Regions from separate parts of the Mus musculus genome. Here all the other regions are linked to region 1. The links are chromatin contacts, called in public promoter capture Hi-C maps. All regions are on one chromosome and are shown on one strand. The core of a region is the stretch at or near the end of the contact, and the rest is flanking DNA. Distances in the headings are between cores, read along the strand shown. Region 1 holds the start of Letm2 (leucine zipper-EF-hand containing transmembrane protein 2). Region 2 holds the start of Ap3m2 (adaptor-related protein complex 3, mu 2 subunit). Region 3 holds the start of Gpat4 (glycerol-3-phosphate acyltransferase 4). Region 4 holds the start of Ikbkb (inhibitor of kappaB kinase beta). Region 5 overlaps Gpat4 (glycerol-3-phosphate acyltransferase 4). Region 6 overlaps Kat6a (K(lysine) acetyltransferase 6A). Region 7 holds the start of Polb (polymerase (DNA directed), beta).

Region 1 (2,913 bases), core at 103-2,602:
TTTTTCTTTTCTTTTTTAGTTCTTTTGAAACAGGATCCCACTGTGTAGCCCTGGCTGTCTTGGAACTCACTTTGTAGACCAGAGTGACCTTGAGCTCACACAGATCTGCCAGTCTTGTCTATTAAGTACTGGCATAAAAGGCATGCACTACCATGCCCAGCCCTCAAAACTTATTCTATTTTGTACAGCTCATAATTTTATCATCAGAGTTCTCAGAAAAGTTGAAGAAAGCTCGAGCCAGGCATGGTGGTGCACACATTTAAATCTGAGCAATTTAGAGGACCAGGCAAATGAATCTCTGTGAGTTCAAGGCAAGCCTGGTCTACATAACGAGTTCTGGGCCAGCCAGGCCTACATCGTGAAACCCTGTCTCTAAATAAATAAATAAGCAAGCAAACTAAAATATAGAGTCAAAGATGGCTGCAGTGGTACACACTTGTAACTAAGCACTGGGGAGGCAGGCAGGTGGTTCAAGGGTTCAAGACCACTTTCTGCTACTACCTATTGAGTTCCAGCCCAGCCCGTGTTACATAAGAACCCCGCAAAATAAAAAGAAATTGAAAAAAAAAAAAACAGATAAATAGGAACAAGAATGCTTTCAGAACTTTAACTTTCCCAAGATGGCTAGTTGCCCGCCCTAGGAACGTAAACGTCCTCAAACCCACAATGCCTATCTTATTTAACAAGTACTCTAGAATATATTTTTGAATGTTGAGATTTCTACACAACTAATGATAAGCGACAACATGAAACCATTTTTTAAAGAGAAAAATCAAATTCCGTATGAAGATTTCAGAAGCATTCCAGCCTTCGACCCCGCAGAAGAAAGGTTTTTTTTTTTTTTTTTTTTTTTTTTCTCAGTGCTGCCCCTCTGCCACCAGGACCTCACAACCTCCTTCGCCAACCCAAGACCTCTAGGCAGTTTCGGAGACTAAAGGGTGAGGAACGGAATCATCAAAGTGATGTCATCAGTGACTCCAATTTGGGTTACAAAGGCTACTATCAGACCTTACTCTGGTAGGGCCTCCATTCAAGGAGTTCTCGAGGAGTTGGCTAGACTACAGAATGTGGGCAGGCAGGGGGGGGGGGGGGACGCAGCTTTGGTCCTGTAGTACAGACGCTGCCTCAACTAACTCCGACCCAGAAGTGACTTCGCGGGCTCGTGCGGGGGACCTTGTTGCCTTCCGCGCGGCTGCCGTGAAGGACGCGAGCCAGTCCCAGGATTTGAGAGCTCATTGGATGGTAGTGGCGTCACTCGGAGTGACGTCACAGGGCGAGGCGCAGGAGGTGGAACCATGGAGACTGGGCTTCCGGCCCCTTTAGCGTGGGGGCGGGGAGGAATTGGGAAGGTAGGGTTGGGGCCTTAGTCACCTCGCAGCGGACAAGGGCTCCCTCGGCGTCTCCCGTCAACCCCGATCTCTCCCCTAAACTTTGGACATTCTCCCCTACGGTGTACCTGACCCCACTCCAACAATCCCCAGACCCACCGCAGTCCTCCCCACTTTCCGCGGAGACTACCGGCCGAGAGCCGAGGGCGCCTTTTGCACCGGTGCGGCGAGCGCGGGGTGCAGAGGTAACCCCGCAGCGCTGGGCGTGGGGTTCCCCCGAAACGCCGGGCAGACTGCCTGGGAGTGGCCCGTAGCCCCGGGGCCAAGGGCTGGGGAGCCTCCGCAACAGGCCCGGCCTCCCTCCGGAGGAGCGCTGTCCGCGGTGGGGCTGGTTTCCGAGGTGCTGTGCCCGGTTCGCGATGTTTACTTTTTAGCTGAGGTTTCCATAGGGTGGGGTTGAGGGCCTGGGGAACCTCCTTCCGGCACGATTGCGAGATCGCAGTGTTATGCCAGTAGCTGAGAAGCGGCTCGGGGTGGAGAACGGTTTTAGTTAAAGGTACAGAGCTTAGTTCGGACTCTGGAGATTCTGCATCTGCGCTTGAGCCTTTAGTAGATACCATTATGTCTTCGCTGTTCCCACATGAAATTAGTGAGAACTTTTAGACTTTTGGGTTGGTGGTAAATGAATCCAGGGTGCTTACTTTCTACTTGTATTTTCTGGTTACAGATAAAGATGTCTTTCTCCTTTTAACCGTCGCAGCAGATTATTAGACACTATTGACCAGAAATTTAAAAAATTAAAAAAAAAAAAGCCTTTGGAGGCCACATCGTCTTCAGGATCATCTTCTTAGAACCCATTTCTGTGTGTTTGGATCGAAAAAGTACCATTTTCAAATCCAGAGCTAAGAAAATACTGAGGCTTTTGTAAATGAACTTGAAGGAAATTTTACACCTTGAATATGCAAATCTCTCTCTTTGCCTTAGTTTTTCTTAAAAAAAAAAAAAAACCACCTAAATTCTCATGTTTAATTGATTCCTTTTTAAAATACTAAATTGTTTGCTTCTTTTGCCTAGGTCTCTGTGTTGGTTAGTTGAAACAAAAAAAATAAACATGGCCTTCTACAGTTATAATTCATTCTTAGCTATTTTCTGGACAAGGTAAGGCTTGGAGTTTCCCACAAAAAAAAATGTATATAAACTCATGCATCTATATGAAAAACATGTGTTGTAAAAGACGTGGTGACAAATGCGTTTAGTCCCAGCACTCAGGAGACAGAGGCAGGCTGGTCTCTGAGTTCAAGGCCAGCCTGGGCTACATATCAAGACCGTCTCAAAAATATACATAAATAAATAAAGGAAGTAACCAACAAAACAAAAAGATTGGCTTAGTACAGAAAACCTTGCTGAGTTTTCAATACATTTCAAGGAAGAACATATTTTAATTTGAACTGCTTTAGAATGTAAGCTGAGTAATTTTGGAAATACATGATAGAGGAAAATAGATGAGACAGTTTTAGAGTGGCATTTCTGTTATTGATGAAGATTACACGAGGACCTCAGGTGTAAGGAAAAGTAAAATGGCTCT
Region 2 (2,700 bases), core at 148-2,647, 2.8 Mb after region 1:
AATCTTTATCTAAATAACTACTTAGAAACTAAGTATGTTATTTGAAAACTTCTTTTTTTTTGGACCAATCTCTTTTCTTCCTCCGGAAATCTTCTCATTTGATGACTATTTCTTCTGTAATTTCAAACGGGACGTATGAGGCAATGTCACAAATCGTTCTTTTTTTTTTTTTTAAGCTTTGAAATTATTTTTAAAATTTCTTCTCACACCCCTCCCCCGCGCGCGCCCGGCCCCGGGTGAGTAGCGACCAGGTGGGCAGCACAAGCCTTTAATCCCAGCACTCCGGAGGCGGGAGGCAGAGGGAAACAGTTCAAAGCTGTCCCGATCTGGAGACTTCCCGGCCAGCCAGAATTGTTCAGCGAAACTGTCTCAAGTAACAAAACGAAAGGGAAAATAAACACACACACACACACACACCCGTTTTTGCATGTATGAGGTACGCGTTTGCATTTGTGCATGGAAACACTTGTAGGAGTCAGAATATCACTCCTCACCTTCCATCTGATTTGAGGTAGGGCCTCTTGTTTTTAGGTACTGCCAGAGACCTTTCGGAGACTCATCTAGATTGGCACGACCGTCATCACCGCAGTTTGTCATTTCATCTTACAGTGTGCCCAGCAGTTTTTGCAACCCCCTTCACACTTCATCTTACCGAATGCCTCATTTTAATCTAACTGAAGATAAAATTTCCATCGGATCTCTGCTTCACACTTTCCCGAGTCACAGTAACCTGTGATCTCTTTAAATTTAAGGTGGTTTCAAAGACCTGCCCCAACACCTTCATTATCGGATCTGGGAACTGAGAGTCTGGAAGGAGAAGTCAGTCTTATCTGTCTGTCTGTCACTCTTTCTCTGCCTTGCTCCCCCCTCCCCACTACGTCTCTACTTTTCTCCCTTCCTTTCCTCTCTTGTCTTCTCCCCTCCCCTCCTTTCCTCTATTCTTCCCGGTTCTTTCCCGCTGGCTTGGAACTCCCTGTGTAGACAACAAGGTTGGCCTCGAACTCACTGAGATACTTCTGCTTGTCTCCTGAGTGCTGGGATTAAAGACCTGCGCCACAGGCCCGGCAAGCAGTCGCTTTTTAAGTGCACCTGTGTAATGGAGGTTAGTTATGATTGGTTATCTGTGATGCATTAAATTAGAAGCATCCCGGGAATCATTTTACCTTTCCGGTCACTTTCTAGCTCCCCGGAGGCCCTTTGTGACTGGATGACCGACTGTCTTCATCCTCCAATCGGGGCTTGGAGTCTCAGAGCTACACCAATTGAAGGTTACCGGACCTTCAATAAAGACCAATCGGATGCTAGAGCCTAGCAAGCGAACGGCGATCAATCAGAGCGCAGGAGCGGCAGCCGGGGAGCGGCTGGCCAATCAACGTGAGAGCGGTGAGGAGGGGGCGGAGCCTTCGTGCAAGGAGCACTGCGCAGCGCGACTGCGCTGCGGAGCCGGAACGGAGCCTGAGACCTGGTCGAAGCTGGTAGGGTTGGGCTGGGCGCGCGCGGATGGGAAGGGCTGCGTTGGGCGTCGCCTGGGAGAGAGGTACGGGAAGAGTCCCGGGCTACAAATGCCGTTGCCATGGCAACGCAGGTGCACAGTTCTGGGACCAGGGTCCCTGCTTCTGGACAGTTTTCAGGCTGGAGCCCCAAGGCCCATAGGGCCTCCAATACCCTAGGCTTGCAGGCTGCTGGGCTGCAACCTCTCGATGGCTGTCTTGGCAGCCGACGATCTGGACTCTCTCCTGGGGCACTAGGAAAACAGGTCTTAGCAATGTGACCAGTTGTGCTAGCTCAAGTCAGTTCGCTTCTAGGCCACCCCTGGGTGCAGCAAAGCTGCCTCATCCTGGAGATGTCACTGTAGACAAACTAGGGTGTCTCCAGAGATTTTTTTTTTAAGCATCCAGCGGAATGCTTTGTGCACAAATAATTCAGAGAATAGGTCCTTAGTGAATGAGTAAAGATCACAGTGGCAAAGATTCCAGGGGCTGGCTCTGCTCAGGAGAAGTAGAAAGCACATCACATATGCTGTTTCGAATAGGAATCGTGGTAAGCTAACGATAAGTTAAATTTTAATATATTTCATTTGACCCAAACATATTACCAGTATTAAATAAGTGGTAAGATATTTAAAATTGAGTCTTTTTTCCCAACCGAAGCTGTCCAGTCTCTAATCTTACAGTATATGTCAGTACTATCGGCCTCTTTTCAAATGCCCACTACCCATTTAAATAGTGCCTAACATCTTTGTTTATTTCATCTAGATTTTTTTTGTTTTGTTTTGTTTTGTTTGTTTTTTTGAGACAGGATCATGTTATGTAACCCAGGCTAGTCTCAAACTTGTGATCCTCCTGTCTTAGCTCCCAAGTGCCTGGCAAAGTCGGATTTAAAAGAAAATTAAGTATATTTATGTGCACCCATGTGAACAACAGGTTGTCACTTCTCTTCTCTCATGTTATGAGTCCCAATGAAATTGAATCCCATTGTTTGGATCGTTAGCAAGCCTCACCTGCTGAGCCATCTCACAAGCCTGAAACTAGTGTTTTAAGTGGATCTAACTCGGGCAATAATAACAGAGAACTGAAAATCTACAACAGACAAACAAATTGGCTGCTAGTTATTATTGGGAATTCAAGGGAAGAATCCTTAGGGCTCATGTAATAGTAGCAGGTATGTCTGGCCGGTGGCCTGCAGGCCACATGTGGCCCA
Region 3 (2,803 bases), core at 195-2,694, 2.4 Mb after region 1:
TTTCATTTTGAAGAAACCATGACTTTAAAAAATATTTTCCTGTAGTCATTCCTCAGCAGGTAAGCATTGTAAGTAAGCATCAAATTAGCACATTCAGGGGTTGCACTGTATTAGAATTCTTGATTTTAAAAACTGCTTCAGTTAATCTGCTCACAAAAATCTGTTAAATCATTTTTGGCTTGGGATTAGGGCAGAATCTCTAATAATTTCTGAAATGTTCATAAACTTACTAATATTGTTTTGTACAAGGTATTTGTGAAACGGTGTTCTCAGCATTGACAATTATAAAATTTAAAACGTTGGGAAACTTTATGTTTTATATCCTTTGGTATCAAATATTTAGCTGATTTCTTTATATTAAGAGTGGCAGCCGGGCAGTGGTGTCGCATGCCTTTAATCCCAGCATTTGGGAGGCAGAGGCAGGCGTTTTTCTGAGTTCAAGACCAGTCTAGTCTACTGAGTGAGTTCCAGGACAGCCAGCGAAAAAACCAAAAATAAAATAATAAATTAATAGAGTGGCAAACACATCCATCTCATTAATATGCAAATTTGCTTTAATAGTTAATATAGGAAAGCTACAAATACATAGCAAAAATGCTTTTAAATAAATTTATTATCATTAAATATGTCTTGTATTCCTGTTATAGTTACATACCTGGAGTTGTGTAAAAGTTTGTGAAGAAATCAACAAATGGAGGTTTAAGTCCTGAATTAGGGGAAAGGTTAGGTACTCTTGGAAGTATACAAAAGCAATAAACTCGGAGGCTGGGAATGTGGCTCAGCTGGTCGAGTGCTTCTTTTAGCATGCACGAGGCCCTGAGTTCCAGCCCCCAGCACTTTATAAAACTTGGGACGGTAGTTTATTCCAGCACTTCAGGAGGTGGAAGCAGTCGGTGCAGAAACTGAAGGTCATTGGGCAATTCGCAGTTTTTGAGGCAAGTCTGTATTACAAGACGTCCTGTCTTAAAAGGGGGTGGGGTGGGCCAAAGAGGCGTGTCCCCCATCCCTTCTTTCTCTTTCTTCCACTATAAAGGACCCACGTCAGCAAAACAAGCCTGTCTTTGAAGCTTCCAGTCTGAGGAGAGGTTAGTTAGAACTGTGGCTGGGTTGGAAAACTGCAGTTGGCCAACCAGCCAATTACGTTAAGAGAAGCTCCGGGATGCCCGGGTAGTGCTGGGATGGTGGCTAACGTTTCGTGGCCAGCCGGAACCGAATCTCACACAAAGTCCCACAAAGACTCAGTAAATGAACCTCGCCATGCCGGGTTCTCCCTCTCCCCGGGAACGATGCCTGTTCTGGACACAGCTCAGACAGGCCCCGGTTGGCTTTCAGAAAGCGACCTCGGCTCACGCTGGCGAGCATCAGTGCGAGGAGCGAGCATCGCCGGAGCCCCGCCCACCCTGGGGTCCTCCGGGAGACCGCGCAAGCGCGGTTGGGCGGGACTCGGGGGCGGGGATTGAGGGGAGTGGGGTCCACGTCCAGCGGCGTAGACAAAGACGGGCGGGCGTACGCACGCTCTTACGTACGCCTGGGCCGGCGGCGGGCAGGGCAGGGCGGGAGCGGCAGTCACCGAGGACTGGAGCCGAGCCTCACGGCCGGTGAGTTGGATGGACCTGGTCCTACCGGACGCCCCCGGCCCCGGGCGGGACGCGGGGTCGGCAGCCGCGGGCCGGGGTCCCGCCGGTGGGGCAGCCGCTGCCGGGCGGTCCGAGCTCCTTCACGCCCGCTTGCCCCACTCCTGTCCTTCGCCAGCCCCGCTCCTCTCCTCCCGGGCTAGCCCCGCTGTCCTCTTGCCGCCTCATCTCCTCTCCAGTCGCCCGGCTCCTTGCCGCTCGGCTCCTTGGCTCAGCCAGCCCCGCTGTCCTCATCCGGCCCTTTCTTTCCCTTCCCTCCTCTCCTCGGCCGCCCCGCTCCTCTCTCCCCGACCGGTTTCTCTCCTCCTCAACCGACCACGCTCCTCTCCGCAGGCCGCTCGCCGCCTCGGCCTGGTGTGGCCCGGAGCTGAGGAACGTGGCTGAGAACCCGGCGTTAGATCACGTGGAAACGGGTTTCCCCCCCAGAATCCGTCCTTTATCCCGTGCTGTGCTCACACTGTCTTCTTTTTCGGGTCTGCCCCCTCTCCCCCTTCCCGCATTGGAGAGTCCCAGTGTCCAGGTTTGCCCCCGGATAGGGGCAGCCCTGCTTGATGCTACATGACTTTCCTGAGCCACTAACTAGAACTGCCACTATTCCAGCCTTCTTCACACCCCAGACTCCCTTTCGCCTTGGTTCCATGCCCTCAGTGGTAGTAGCATCCTACCTGGAAGTTTGACTTATTTATTCACTTTCCATCTTACTTGGATATTACATTGGTGACTCACAGGTTGTAGAATAATCTATGTGAAATTGTCAGGCTTCGCGGACGTTAAGTTCCATCCCATACCCATCTCTTGCGTATTACCGGTAGATAGCCTTTGAAGAACTTTGGTTTCGCTCGTTTTCCTTAATTTGAGCAGAACTTTTAAGAGTCTCTGCAGAGTTAGCGTGTCTTCGAGATTGTATCGCAACCCCGTAAAGACAGGCATAAAAATCACTGCGACCAAAGACTATGGTCAAAACTGTAATCCTGCCTGCTAAATTATCCTTCCTCTTTCTGAGAGTAATTTTTCAGACCTATAATTTGGAGAATTTCAAATATGCAAAACCAGGAACGTATGCTCATTATTATATATGCTCAGTGACATCTGGGGTTAATCATGCAATATCTGCATCTTCATTTATTTTACTTCTTCTGTCTCAGGAAGAAACAAAAATTTAGCACTGG
Region 4 (2,700 bases), core at 194-2,693, 2.9 Mb after region 1:
CTGGAATGGAGGCTAAAGAGTCTCCTGAGCTCCTCTTTCTGACTTTTAAACTGCCGACATAACAGACCCCGAGAAACTGTAATCTCCCCCAGGAACATCATCTGAGGCCACGTGGGAACCCGTGTAAGAAAGCTGTGACTGTCCCGTGAGCTGTGGTTGGGGCAGAGTGCAGAATGTTCTTCCACAAGTGGCCTTCTAGAAATAATTGCAAACCCCATAAAAAGTGGATGCTCTCAAAAGGGGCGACATGAAGGGTATGGCTTGGGATGTCCACGTTCTCTCTGTGGGAAGGGTGGGGTCCTGGGAGGAATATTCTTGGCTTTTTCCCACAGGTGCAAGGATGATAAGACATAATACCAAGTGTTTTTTCACTTGCTGTTCTTGTATTTGCTTAAGCTCTCTGTAAACATCATCTCATGTTTTGCTTGCTTTAATAATAAAAGAGTGAGAAGTTCTTTATTTGCTCTATTCTTGAGTTCAAACGCTTAGAGTCCCCAGGTTATCCCACAAAGATCTTTGGCTTTCAATCCAGGGAGACTTTGTTAGCCTTGCTGGTCGCTGTCCGCTGCTGGGTTCGGATCTAAAAAGCCAGTAAATGTCAGAAGCCTGGAGCCACTGTGCCACCTTCAGAGGAGCAGAGATTTCACACCGTCTGACAAACGCCACATCATAGGAGAAACTGGAGCCTAGACAACGATGGTGGACCAGAACATATATTGAGCATGACTACTTAGTTATGTATACCACTTGCCTTCCACTTAAACCCAAACCTCATGGCAGGACCCCAAAATTAGACTTGGATCGGCAGAGGTATGGGTGAGAGAGATTAGATCGCTGTCTTTCCCCAATGTAGTCACATTGAATAAACCTCTTTTTCTCCTTTCCATTGGTAATTGTATCGTGAATTAGGCTATGGGAGGTGAGCGGCTGAACCTGGCTTGTTAGAGGCAGGGGTGGATGCTGGTAGGCGTGTGGGGTGTCCTGGTGGAGAAGACAATACCCAGCCTCTTGACCTAATAACTAGTAATTTCTTTATGCTCCCAGTGCTCAAACTCCATTTTTGATAGACAGTGCTAGTTTTTTGTTTTGTCTCTGTACTCTTCCCTCTCCTCCCTTCCTCTTTGAGGGGGATGGTGGTGTGTTACTTTCTGAGGAGCATCAGGATGGTTGATTATTCTTAATACTGAACCAGGAGCGGTGGGAGGACAGGGAGGCAATTCTTAGGACAGCCTCTAAGTCAGCACTAGTCGGGGCTCGGCAGATTCTCCCCTTATTAACTGCCTAGCCAGTCGGATCAAGCTCAGCCTAAAAAGTGCCAGGGTGAAGAAGAGCTCTCCAAGCCGCCAGGTCCTGCGCCGCCAGGTCCAGCACCTTGGCTGGCTGTGGCTGCGTCTCCGAGAGCCAGTGGCTCGCGCGTCCCCTTTAAGAGCCGTCTAGTACCCGTGACGTCAGGGCAGGAAGTGTTTGAGGAAGTGGCGCTGGGCTGGCTGCGTGGGGACCCCGAGTTTTCATGTCCTCAGCGGGTGTCGCTGGCGGCCCCGCGGCCCCCGGGGCAGGTGAGTCCCACGCGAGGGCGGCTCGCGGCGCGTGGACCGGCTCACCCGGGTGTGCGCTCCGCCTCTCCCCGGGGTCCGTGGCTGCGCCGCGCCCGATGCTGAGCGGACCCACCGGTGGGCCCGGCCGCCGCAACTTTTATTTGTTAACTACACCGGTGTCCTAGCCTCCCCTTGCAGGGCAGCAGCCACTGCTGCTCCCAGTTGCTTCTTGAGCTCCAGTGTTCTTCTTACTCTCAACTTGTCCTCTCTCCCTGCTTGCTTCTAGAGTTAGCAGGGCATCGATATGAGCTGGTCACCGTCCCTCCCAACCCAGACATGTGGAGCCTGGGAAATGAAAGAACGCCTGGGGACCGGGGGATTTGGAAACGTCATCCGGTGGCACAATCAGGTAGGGCTCTGGCACCAGGAAGGTGGGTGAGCTTTCTTGGCGCCTCTTCTGACCTGGCCCGGTGTGAATGGGTGGATCCCTGCCTAACCTTGGCGTTGTCCAATGGGAGCGTAAGAAAAAGGACTGCAAAGGGGATCTGTGAGCTGCTAAACTGACTCTTTTTAAAAAACCTTAATAACCATGCCACTTAGAAGGACACATGAGGGAGTAAGCTGTCATTCCAAGTATTTTGAAATTATATTTCTACTAATATTTAGACTAGCACGTAATACATTACATTGTGATAAATGTTGTAGAATACAGGCAGTGTTAAAAAGATGAGAGCAATAAAAAACATTTTAAATAACTTTATTTAAAATATTTTAGGTAGTTGATAACCCCAAGGTTTTTCTCTTCTCTTTCTTTCTCTCTTTCTTTCTTTCTTTCTTTCTTTCTTTCTTTCTTTCTTTTCCATGTGCCGCCATATAATGCTGAGTGATGTGGACTGATTTCATTTTTGGATCTAATTTTTATTCCTATTATTTTAGTCCTTATGTGTCTGATGTGCGTTGCTCATGTTAAAAGTTTGTGTTCTTCCAAAAAAAATTTGGGGGAGGGGGCTGGCAGTAAGTACGCTGAGATTCTTGGCAGGACTCTCTCTAGCTCGGCTGTTTACTGTGGGAGACTTATTTTATCCGATTTGGGTAATGAGTTCATCACAGTGCCTCAGGAGCACACAGTACTTGTGATGTTTCCGCTAAAGAGTACTTACTAACC
Region 5 (2,892 bases), core at 18-2,517, 2.4 Mb after region 1:
TTCCTATACAGTTCTCTTTCTAGGAATTTTGTTGGTACCAAGTCATGTAAAGTAGTAGCATTTAACACACAATTACTAGAAATTTGTACTGTCTAGCCTTAGGAGACAGATTACCTTAATCCTGATATGTTCTTACAGTTGCAAACTATGTCCCTGCAAAGCATTGGGAGAGCTCTGTTTTTACCAATAGAACTCTCCTTCAAGTTAATTAAGACAAAATAAGAAGCAAATGAAGAGTGTGCCTTGTTAACAATGCCTTAACTTTTGTTGCCTGGTCCTGAGGGAACAGAACCAATGATTGTCCTGTGTCAGCAAGAATTATACTAGGAAGAGTACAAAGTTAGTCCTGCAGTACATCTGTTATAAAGAACTCTGGGTAACTATGGGACAAGTTAGGGCATTGACATTTCATATTGTACCCTTACCTTTCAAAATGTTCATCATCAGAAAGTTGGCATGCACGGCCAGCTTCACTCATTGTGGAATACTGGAATGTCCGTTTTCCCCCACGCTGTATCTGCTTGCCTGCTGCCTTTTTACCTTGATGATAGAGAAGCAACCTGTGGGCTCCCAGCTGTCCCTTGTCACACATATGGAAGGAAGCACATTAATGCTTCTCTTGCTTTGTGTGACTAATGGTGTTTCTGTTTCCACCCCCAGCTCTGGCAGCATGTAAACAGCCTTTTGCCAAGAACCCAGGTCACCGCTGAGAAGGCTGCCTTAAGGGAGAAGAATATCGGAGGACACCAATGCCAGGCGTGTTTGGAACAGTGCTCAGTACAGGCAGCATGAGACGTTCTGTGCCAGCCTCTGTGTGCTACTGGCAAAGGCTGGGGCTCTCTGGGTAGGAGGGTCCTGGGTCAGCCAGCATCAGGAGCCCCCTCAAGGGAGCATGGGACCAGCTATGAACTCTTTACAGTGAACTCAGTTTTAGCTTATGAAGGAATTTTAAGTAAACGTTACTTAATTTCTACATACTGACGTTTGGCAGCCTTGGGTGTGAAGTGCCAGCAGCTACCCTTGTCTACTGGAGTTTCAGGATTCTTCTGGCACCAAGGCGAACTCTTCTTGGTACTTCTGACAATACAGATCTTTAGGACAAATTTACCCGCTGAATGCTTTGGGGCAGGAGGAAAGTAAAACCTTGGAAGCAGCCACATAGCTGAACAGAAAGCTGCCCCTTGCCGCTCGCTTGCCCGGACACTCAGGACTCAGGTGCTGTTCCAGCCTACTCACCACAGATTGTCATCTGTGCCCGGGAGACCTGGCATTTCTGGGGTGCTCCTGTGACCCTTCTGCAGTTCTGCGCCAGAGCTCTATTCAGGCAGTTGGATGACATGAACTTTGAGATGGAGTTTGTCACCCGTGAGGGACTGGCTGCCTTTCCAAGGCTTGTGCTATCTGAAGGGACCATCTGAAGGACGTGTTTGTGTGTGGAAAAGAGGGCACCAGCCTGACGTGCGTCCTCCACCATGTTCCTGTTGCTACCTTTTGATAGCTTGATTGTCAACCTCCTGGGTATCTCCCTGACCGTCCTCTTCACCCTGCTGCTTGTTTTCATCATCGTCCCTGCCATCTTTGGAGTGTCCTTTGGTATCCGAAAGCTCTACATGAAAACACTGCTAAAGATCTTTGCGGTAAGTTGTACTTCTGTGATATGTTTCCTCACTGGGAAGAGAAGGACATTAGCAGAAAGAATGGTTCTTTTACCTTCTGTGTCACAGAGTGGGGCTTAGACACTGGACATTGCCACATGCAGAACAGGTAGTAGGACATAAGGCTGCTTATGGGCTCATTTTTCCTCTCTCACTGTAATCTGAGGTAGAGTCTTACATTCATGCAAAAAGAATGCACAGAGCCCGGGCAGTGGTGGCACACGCCTTTAATCCCAGCACTTGGGAGGCAGAGGCAGGAGGATTTGAGTTCAAGGCCAGCCTGTTCTACAAAGTGAGTTCCAGGACAGCCAGGGCTACACAGAGAAACCCTGTCTCAAGGAAAAAAGAAAAAAGGAAAAAAAAAAAAAAGAATGCACAGAAAAAAAGAGCATTTGAATTATTTTCCAAAAAAATAGAGGCTATGTCAGAACTTAACGTACAGCTGAAGAGAACTGGTTGTGTTAAATGGAAGCAGATGAGAAGCAATATCTCCTAGAAGTTGATCTGTGCCACAGGACTAATATTTAGACAAAGAGTTGCTAGCTACTTTAGTTGCAGGATCTGTTTTAAATAGTTACCAAATTCTCAGGAATTCTTTTCCACAGCTGAAACTGCAACCTTTGAGTAATACCATGATAATATGATGCACTTACTCATGTGGTATCTTACAGGCTTTTGTGGTTTGGTTTGCTGCTTCAAGCCAAGGATTCAAGCACTCGGCAGTCTTTATTGTTTCCATTTTCCTTTAGCTCCTTTGAACTCTGTGGTATTTACTGTCCTTACAAGAATAAGGTGGGGCTGGAGAGAGAGTACAGGGGTTAAGAGCATGTCCTGCTTCTTGCTGAGGACCCACATGTAAATCCAACACTCACAGCCGTGACTCATAACTGTCGGTCACTTCAGGCCTCTGTGGGACCTGCACCTGTGTGCACAGACACAGATATGCACACACACACATAGTTAAAAAGTATTTTTAAATAATTGAGGCCAAATAAGCAGAATATAAACCCAGCCGGGTGGGTTGAGTTTGCTCAGGTTGCACAGCCGCCGCCTCTTGCCTCTCGTAGAGCTACTTGTTACCACTTGAAAAGAAGCTCTTACAGTCCCACTGTTGGGGAGGATTTCTAGTTCAAAACCGGTCTGAACTAGTGTTTTGTGTGGATGGAGTCATACACAATCCATGCACGCTTCTCTCTGGCCTCTCTGACTTGGTGCTGTCATCGCCTGTCTGCATGGC
Region 6 (2,700 bases), core at 132-2,631, 2.7 Mb after region 1:
CTTAAATAACTTAAATACAATTTTTTTTTGTTTTGTTTTTGGTTTTTGGTTTTTGGAGACAGGGTTTCTCTGTGTAGCCCTGGCTGTCCTGGAACTCACTCTATAGACCAGGCTGGCCTCGAACTCAGAAATCCACTTGCCTCTGCCTCCCAAGTGCTGGGATTAAAGGCATGCGCCACCACTGCCCGGCAGACTTAAATACAATCTTAAAACACTATTTTTGTTCCAACCTTTATGGTAACTAGAAGAAGAATGTAAGCTTATCTGAGAAAAATCCTTCAACACCAGAGCAAAAGCAGTAATTAATAGGTGGGAAGATCAGCTGGGCAGGGGTGGTGCTTGTCTGTAATCCCAGCACTGAGTTCGAGGCCAGCCTGGTCTACAGAGTAATTTCCAGAACAGCCAGAGCTACACAGAGTAGCCCTGTCTTGGGGGTGGGAAACCATTTAGTCTATGTACTCAATGAGTGAGCATCATGTGAAAGAACAGTACAGTTCCCTATGAGAAAACAAGAAATGAACTTTGTACCCAATTAGTTACTAAATCTCATACACAGCCAAAAATCTTGGCTTACTCTGATGGGGTTCAAAAAGCCCAAGACTTCTGCCTGCCTTTCTCCTACACAAACCTTTTATCAGAAATTATTTTGTTCAAGCAGATATTAGTGTCATGATTTGTAACAGAATTAATCACTATTATTAAAGGAAAAAAAACCCTAGAAATCACCATGTACAGCAATCTTCACATAAGCTCACTTGAAGCCTACTGCAATGGCTACTGTGTCTCCAGCTACACAACAAACTCTATGTCATAAGGAAGCTCATATCAGGTTGGGCCCTTTTATTTTATTTTTTAATGTGCTGTTCATATTCATTCAAAATCCCTCAGGCACTTACCATATGCCCCATCTATTTGAGGAATATGAAGACAGGAGTAAACAAGATACTGTCTATAACTCATGCAGTTTATGCCCTAGCAAGAAAAAGCCAATAAAGAGGCAGGTGGAGTACTGTTTAGTTGTGATAACTACTTCAGTGAAGCAAGCCAGGCACTTTGCAAAGACCTAAAGAGTGATGAGAAAATCTAGCGCAGTAAAACACAGCATGTATAAGGACAGCAGAAAAAAGATGATGTGTCTATAAAACAGCAAGGGTGATGGTCTGAATATGGAAGAAAAATGGCTATTTCTTACAGGAACTCAGAGAGGAATCAAAGTCAGAGTTCCTGACTTTGACACAGGGTTGCTTCCTGGCAAAGAAAAAAAACTATCAGGAACCACTGTTTTATTCACATTCTATGTTTTTAAACTGCACTGGAAAGCGGGCTTCCACGTCACAGTGCGTGTGCAGAGGTCAGAGCACAGTGTGCATGAGCTGGGTCTCTCCTTCAGTCATGTGGGTTTCAATCAGGAAGCTTGGTCAAGTGTCTCTACCCACTGTGCCCTCTCAGCAGCCCATCATCACATTAATTCAAGTTAAAATACTCAAACAAGCCAGAACAAGGACTCTAGGGATATACATGTGACTCACTACTCAGCCAAAACCAGCTTGCTTACAGGTTTCCTGCCCTAGGTTTGTGTATAAGATACATTTTCCTCCACTCTAGGGTCATTAAGGCAGAAAGACACTTCCAATTCTGATCCTAATCATTTGGAGATGTCTGAGACAGGAGAGATCTCAAGCCCCCCACTGAGAGAATCCAGGGAGCACAGCAGCCTCAGCCAGCTCCCTGGGATTTAGATACCCACAATCAGCTCTAGCCACAAAATACCACACTGATTAGTAATCCTTGTGCGCCTAACTAGATGGGTGCAATAATAAAAATAATTAGTATATACAGGGCTCAGCATTCCCCAACATTTCAGGCATTTCCTGGGGGAGGGAGGGGGTTGGAAGGAGATTATAGGGGACTCTGAAAGTTAACTCTCAGCTTAGTTGTCCCAGAAGCCAACTCTATCTCCACTACTCCTTCTGGGTTGGTCCTATGCATTACCAAAATAATCTTCTCACTCCAGGCTCTTGTCACTGCAATCTCAGAACTATCCAACCCAGCTCATTAAAGGCCAATTCACTGCCCTTACTAAGCAAATCTATCAGGAGCCAGAAAAGAACAGCTCATTTTAAAAACTATAAAACAAACAAGTTTTTAGCAATGAAACATGAAGCATCAAGAACTACAAAAATATAAACATATTGCTAATTCCCTAGAGCACAAGGGCTATTTGTGGGTGAATAAAGGCTTGAAAGAAAAATTAAAGATGAATAAATTAAATAAAGAAAAAATAATCAATTTTAAAAAACAGCAAAAAATATGGAGATTTCATCAAACGATTTAAAAAGCACATGAACAGTGGCTCTACACAACAACCATTAGGAAGTAAAAAGCTTAAATCATGACAGAAGATACATAATCCAAGTTAAATTCCTAGAGTCCACGTAAAGATGGAAGGAGAACCAACTCCCTAAAGGCCCTCTGGCCTCCACAGGAGGACAGGTGTGTCTGGGTACACACACACTTAAAAAGGAATCATGATGAAATACTTCTCTATCTATTTTATTACAACGGCGTTTTAAACAGCCAATGCAGCCCTTATTCAAAATGCTTGAAGCCGGGCGTGGTGGCGCACGCCTTTAATCCCAGCACTTGGGAGGCAGAGGCAGACGGATTTCTGAGATCGAGGCCAGCCTGGTCTACAAAGTG
Region 7 (2,737 bases), core at 230-2,729, 2.9 Mb after region 1:
AGAACAAGAAAGAGTGATACAAAGTAATCAGGACTTAATGCAGGAAAAGGACGGAAGGTGGAGGGAGAGCTAATGCTAATGGAGAGCGAATGCTATTCGCTTTTCTAGCTTTACCACAGTCCACACCGAAGTCCTCTGATCTCCAACCTAGTGAACTTGTTCCAAATGGTGCAGAACTTTTTAGTGGCAGCTTTGGGGGTGGACCTTGCTGCTTCTACAGGGATCACTCCAGTTGTCCCCCAAGCCCTCTTCCTCTTCATTATGTCTCCGTGCACAGGGACCTTCTGAGAGGTGTTTTCCAACTGTTCTGTCTAAATAGAGCTCATCTCGCCCCTCCTGAGGGCTGCCCCATTTCCTTGCCTTGTTTATCCGTGCAGTGTTGTGGTGGAGCTGAGGCCCCATTCCTGCTGAGCATGTCCTCTCACAGTGAATCACTCATTCTTGACTTGCTCTTAGGCCACTTTATTACCCCCTGCCAAGGACATGCGCACAGGACTTGACTTATCACTACTGTACATCCAGTAGCGAAAGCAGTGCCCTGTCCTTGCTAATAAAAATAACTCACTCACCTAAAACAACAACAATGCATTGCTGGACCTGGTGTTGCATACCTATCCCTAGCATCCAGGAGGCTGAGGCAGGAGGATTTCTATGAGTCTGAGGCCAGCCTGCTCTTCATAGTTCTAGGACAACCTGGGCTACATAGATACCCTATCTCAGAACAAAACAGAAACAAGAATAGAAATTTTAGAAGATAAGAGTGGAGTAGAAATGTAAAAGTGTATGTCCCCAAATAATAATACCTAAGTTGGATGACAAGCCCGTCATTGACTTCCCTTTTTCCTTCTATACTCTTTTCAGATTCACCCACACTAGTGTGTATCTTAATAACAATTTATGCCCAAACGAATTGCTGTGTTTGCAGTTAATATGGACCCCCATGAGGAACACTTATAAATGGCACAAGCGCTATATTTCAATTCAAGGACATTGTAAGGGGATCACATATAGAATATGAGTGTTCCATTGCTGTTTAGTTAAGTCAGACACTTCTTTCTTGGGGTCTTTTCCTAGCTTTAGCTTCTCCCACAAGAGGCATGGATACCGAAACAAACAAACGAACAAACAAAGCCAGAACACGTCTTTAGCCGACGGTTGGCATATTTCATTCCATGTTTTACATGGTGTCCAGAAGCACAGAGCAGCTCTTGGATTCTGACAGCAGAACCCGCGCCGGCACGCCTCACAAACAGTACAGGCCGTGTGTTCCATAGCTACTGTCCACAGCAGCCAACGTCCACCTCCGTCTGCATCTCGGGCTCTAAATCAGACTATTCTCAGACCAGGAGAGCAGATTTGATCTCTCAGGCTAACTCACCAGGAGGTAAACCTGACCTCCTAGCTCCCCTCCGCCCAGAGATTCCCCGCACCCGCACCCGCTAGCCCCGCCCCGTAGCCTGGCGCGTGACGTCACCGCGCTGCGCCCTGTCAGGCGCCGCCATTGTTCCACCGGTAAGACCCAGGTGTGGGTCCCCGGCGCCATGAGCAAACGCAAGGCGCCGCAGGAGACCCTCAACGGCGGCATCACGGACATGCTCGTGGGTGAGTCCCGGGCCGCCCTCCGGCTCCTCTGCTCAGCCGGGCCTCGCTTCTCCCACCCCCCCCCCCGCGGGTCGCAGCGCCCCGGCTGCGTCCGTCGCGGCCGCCGGTGGAGGAACCCGCCCACACCTCCATCCCGGGACCCGCGTTCGCGGGGGTGTGTGTACTTGTGTCCTCGAGCCCTTTGTTGTCTTTTCAGAACTCGCAAACTTTGAGAAGAACGTGAGCCAGGCGATCCACAAGTACAATGCGTACAGGTACGTTGTTAGCCGGCGTTCCAGGACATCCTAGTTTGCTGTCACTTAGCAGGGATGGAAAGCCGGTGCCCAGTGGTTCAAAGCTGAGTGGCACTTTATTTAACCTATACAGGGTTTTGGCAGGGCGTTATAGGGTTAATTCAGGAGACTGTACAGTTCCGACTGAAAATAGGTGTCTGATGCATATATTCCCACCATTAATCTTGAATTGACTGGAAATACAGTTTAAAAAACATAATAAACAACAGTAGACGAGATCTGAACTGTGAAATAGATGTAGTTCAGGAAATCGCCTTTCCTTCTGGATGGGCTGTCACCTTCCTGAAAACCAGTTGCCTGCCTATCACTACAAACCTCAGCGGGCACCTTCTCCTGGCCGCTCTTCCCACAGTCAGCTACTTAACCTATAAGCATCCCAAAGCCCCTCAGCTTCTAACAGTAAAAGTAAACTATCCTTGCTTTCCCCAAGCTAGCCCTTACAGCCTTACAGTTAGTGTTCTCCTATAGTCTGTTCCATGCCTGGATTTCCTCATTTGAAGTCGAATTATTATTATTATTATTATTATTATTATTATTATTATATGATTATTTGGGGGATTATAATTACATCATTTCCCCTTTTCCTCTCTCCAAACACTTCCATATATAACCCTCTATGATCTCTCAAATTCATAACCTCCTTTTTTCATTATATATATATATGTGCACATATATATACACACATATTTCGATACACATACATACACACACACATTTTCCTAAATACATAAATACAATCTGTTCCAACTGTGTAATGCTACTTGTATATTTTCAGGGATAACCAACTGATGTGTTAGGAAAGACTGTTTCCTGTAGTTCTTTGTGTAGGGTTGAGGTCCTGA

Evidence for each region. Promoter capture Hi-C pulls out the DNA fragments that hold promoters and counts their contacts.
Region 2: a contact with region 1 is called in a promoter capture Hi-C map of pre-B cells, with 4 times the contacts expected there. The contact joins the promoter of Ap3m2 here to the promoter of Letm2 in region 1. A contact is called at or near these places in 1 of 39 promoter capture datasets (pre-B cells), 1 of 484 Hi-C or Micro-C datasets (CD4 T cells) and 2 of 115 datasets of contacts at active chromatin or transcription factors (astrocytes and thymic regulatory T cells).
Region 3: a promoter capture Hi-C map of liver shows a contact between it and region 1, with 5 times the contacts expected there. The contact joins the promoter of Gpat4 here to the promoter of Letm2 in region 1. A contact is called at or near these places in 8 of 39 promoter capture datasets (3T3-L1-derived adipocytes, the C10 cell line, cranial neural crest and 3 more), 3 of 115 datasets of contacts at active chromatin or transcription factors (astrocytes, large pre-B cells and stem cell-derived neural progenitor cells) and 1 of 9 other capture datasets (liver).
Region 4: a contact with region 1 is called in a promoter capture Hi-C map of pre-B cells, with 5 times the contacts expected there. The contact joins the promoter of Ikbkb here to the promoter of Letm2 in region 1. A contact is called at or near these places in 4 of 39 promoter capture datasets (the C10 cell line, liver and pre-B cells) and 1 of 9 other capture datasets (liver).
Region 5: a promoter capture Hi-C map of liver shows a contact between it and region 1, with 5 times the contacts expected there. The contact joins the enhancer-like site here to the promoter of Letm2 in region 1. A contact is called at or near these places in 7 of 39 promoter capture datasets (3T3-L1-derived adipocytes, the C10 cell line, hippocampal neurons and 2 more) and 1 of 115 datasets of contacts at active chromatin or transcription factors (large pre-B cells).
Region 6: a promoter capture Hi-C map of liver shows a contact between it and region 1, with 4 times the contacts expected there. The contact joins the enhancer-like site here to the promoter of Letm2 in region 1. A contact is called at or near these places in 4 of 39 promoter capture datasets (hippocampal neurons, liver and pre-B cells) and 2 of 115 datasets of contacts at active chromatin or transcription factors (extraembryonic endoderm stem cells and large pre-B cells).
Region 7: a promoter capture Hi-C map of liver shows a contact between it and region 1, with 4 times the contacts expected there. The contact joins the promoter of Polb here to the promoter of Letm2 in region 1. A contact is called at or near these places in 1 of 39 promoter capture datasets (liver) and 1 of 9 other capture datasets (liver).

Annotation. Positions count from the first base shown.
Region 1 is chr8:25,595,935-25,598,847 of GRCm38.p6, reverse strand. It overlaps Letm2 (leucine zipper-EF-hand containing transmembrane protein 2), which reads left to right and starts at 1,352. Exons shown (of 11, transcript NM_001364069.1): 1 at 1,352-1,573; 2 at 2,403-2,486. The coding sequence starts at 2,440. D830025C05Rik (a long non-coding RNA gene) reads right to left here and starts at 2,365. Exons shown (of 1, transcript XR_003947362.1): 1 at 1-2,365.
Region 2 is chr8:22,804,351-22,807,050 of GRCm38.p6, reverse strand. It overlaps Ap3m2 (adaptor-related protein complex 3, mu 2 subunit), which reads left to right and starts at 1,397. Exons shown (of 9, transcript NM_029505.3): 1 at 1,397-1,475.
Region 3 is chr8:23,207,094-23,209,896 of GRCm38.p6, reverse strand. Gpat4 (glycerol-3-phosphate acyltransferase 4) reads left to right here and starts at 1,444. Exons shown (of 13, transcript NM_018743.4): 1 at 1,444-1,598.
Region 4 is chr8:22,705,326-22,708,025 of GRCm38.p6, reverse strand. It overlaps Ikbkb (inhibitor of kappaB kinase beta), which reads left to right and starts at 1,443. Exons shown (of 22, transcript NM_001159774.1): 1 at 1,443-1,556; 2 at 1,822-1,944. The coding sequence starts at 1,840.
Region 5 is chr8:23,189,461-23,192,352 of GRCm38.p6, reverse strand. Gpat4 (glycerol-3-phosphate acyltransferase 4) reads left to right here. Exons shown (of 13, transcript NM_018743.4): 2 at 661-1,637. The coding sequence starts at 1,473. Among named protein-coding and RNA genes, the nearest start is that of Gpat4, 18 kb to the left of the region's middle. Within about 2 kb of position 1,267, at least 48 of the 459 cell types and tissues checked have an H3K27ac peak or open chromatin away from gene starts, as enhancers often do. A contact at or near this core is called in 3T3-L1-derived adipocytes and liver, where this site is marked.
Region 6 is chr8:22,881,697-22,884,396 of GRCm38.p6, reverse strand. The region is part of intron 3 of Kat6a (K(lysine) acetyltransferase 6A); the gene reads right to left. Among named protein-coding and RNA genes, the nearest start is that of Gm46036, 23 kb to the right of the region's middle. Within about 2 kb of position 1,381, at least 76 of the 459 cell types and tissues checked have an H3K27ac peak or open chromatin away from gene starts, as enhancers often do. A contact at or near this core is called in liver, where this site is marked.
Region 7 is chr8:22,652,179-22,654,915 of GRCm38.p6, reverse strand. It overlaps Polb (polymerase (DNA directed), beta), which reads left to right and starts at 1,479. Exons shown (of 14, transcript NM_011130.2): 1 at 1,479-1,602; 2 at 1,799-1,856. The coding sequence starts at 1,542.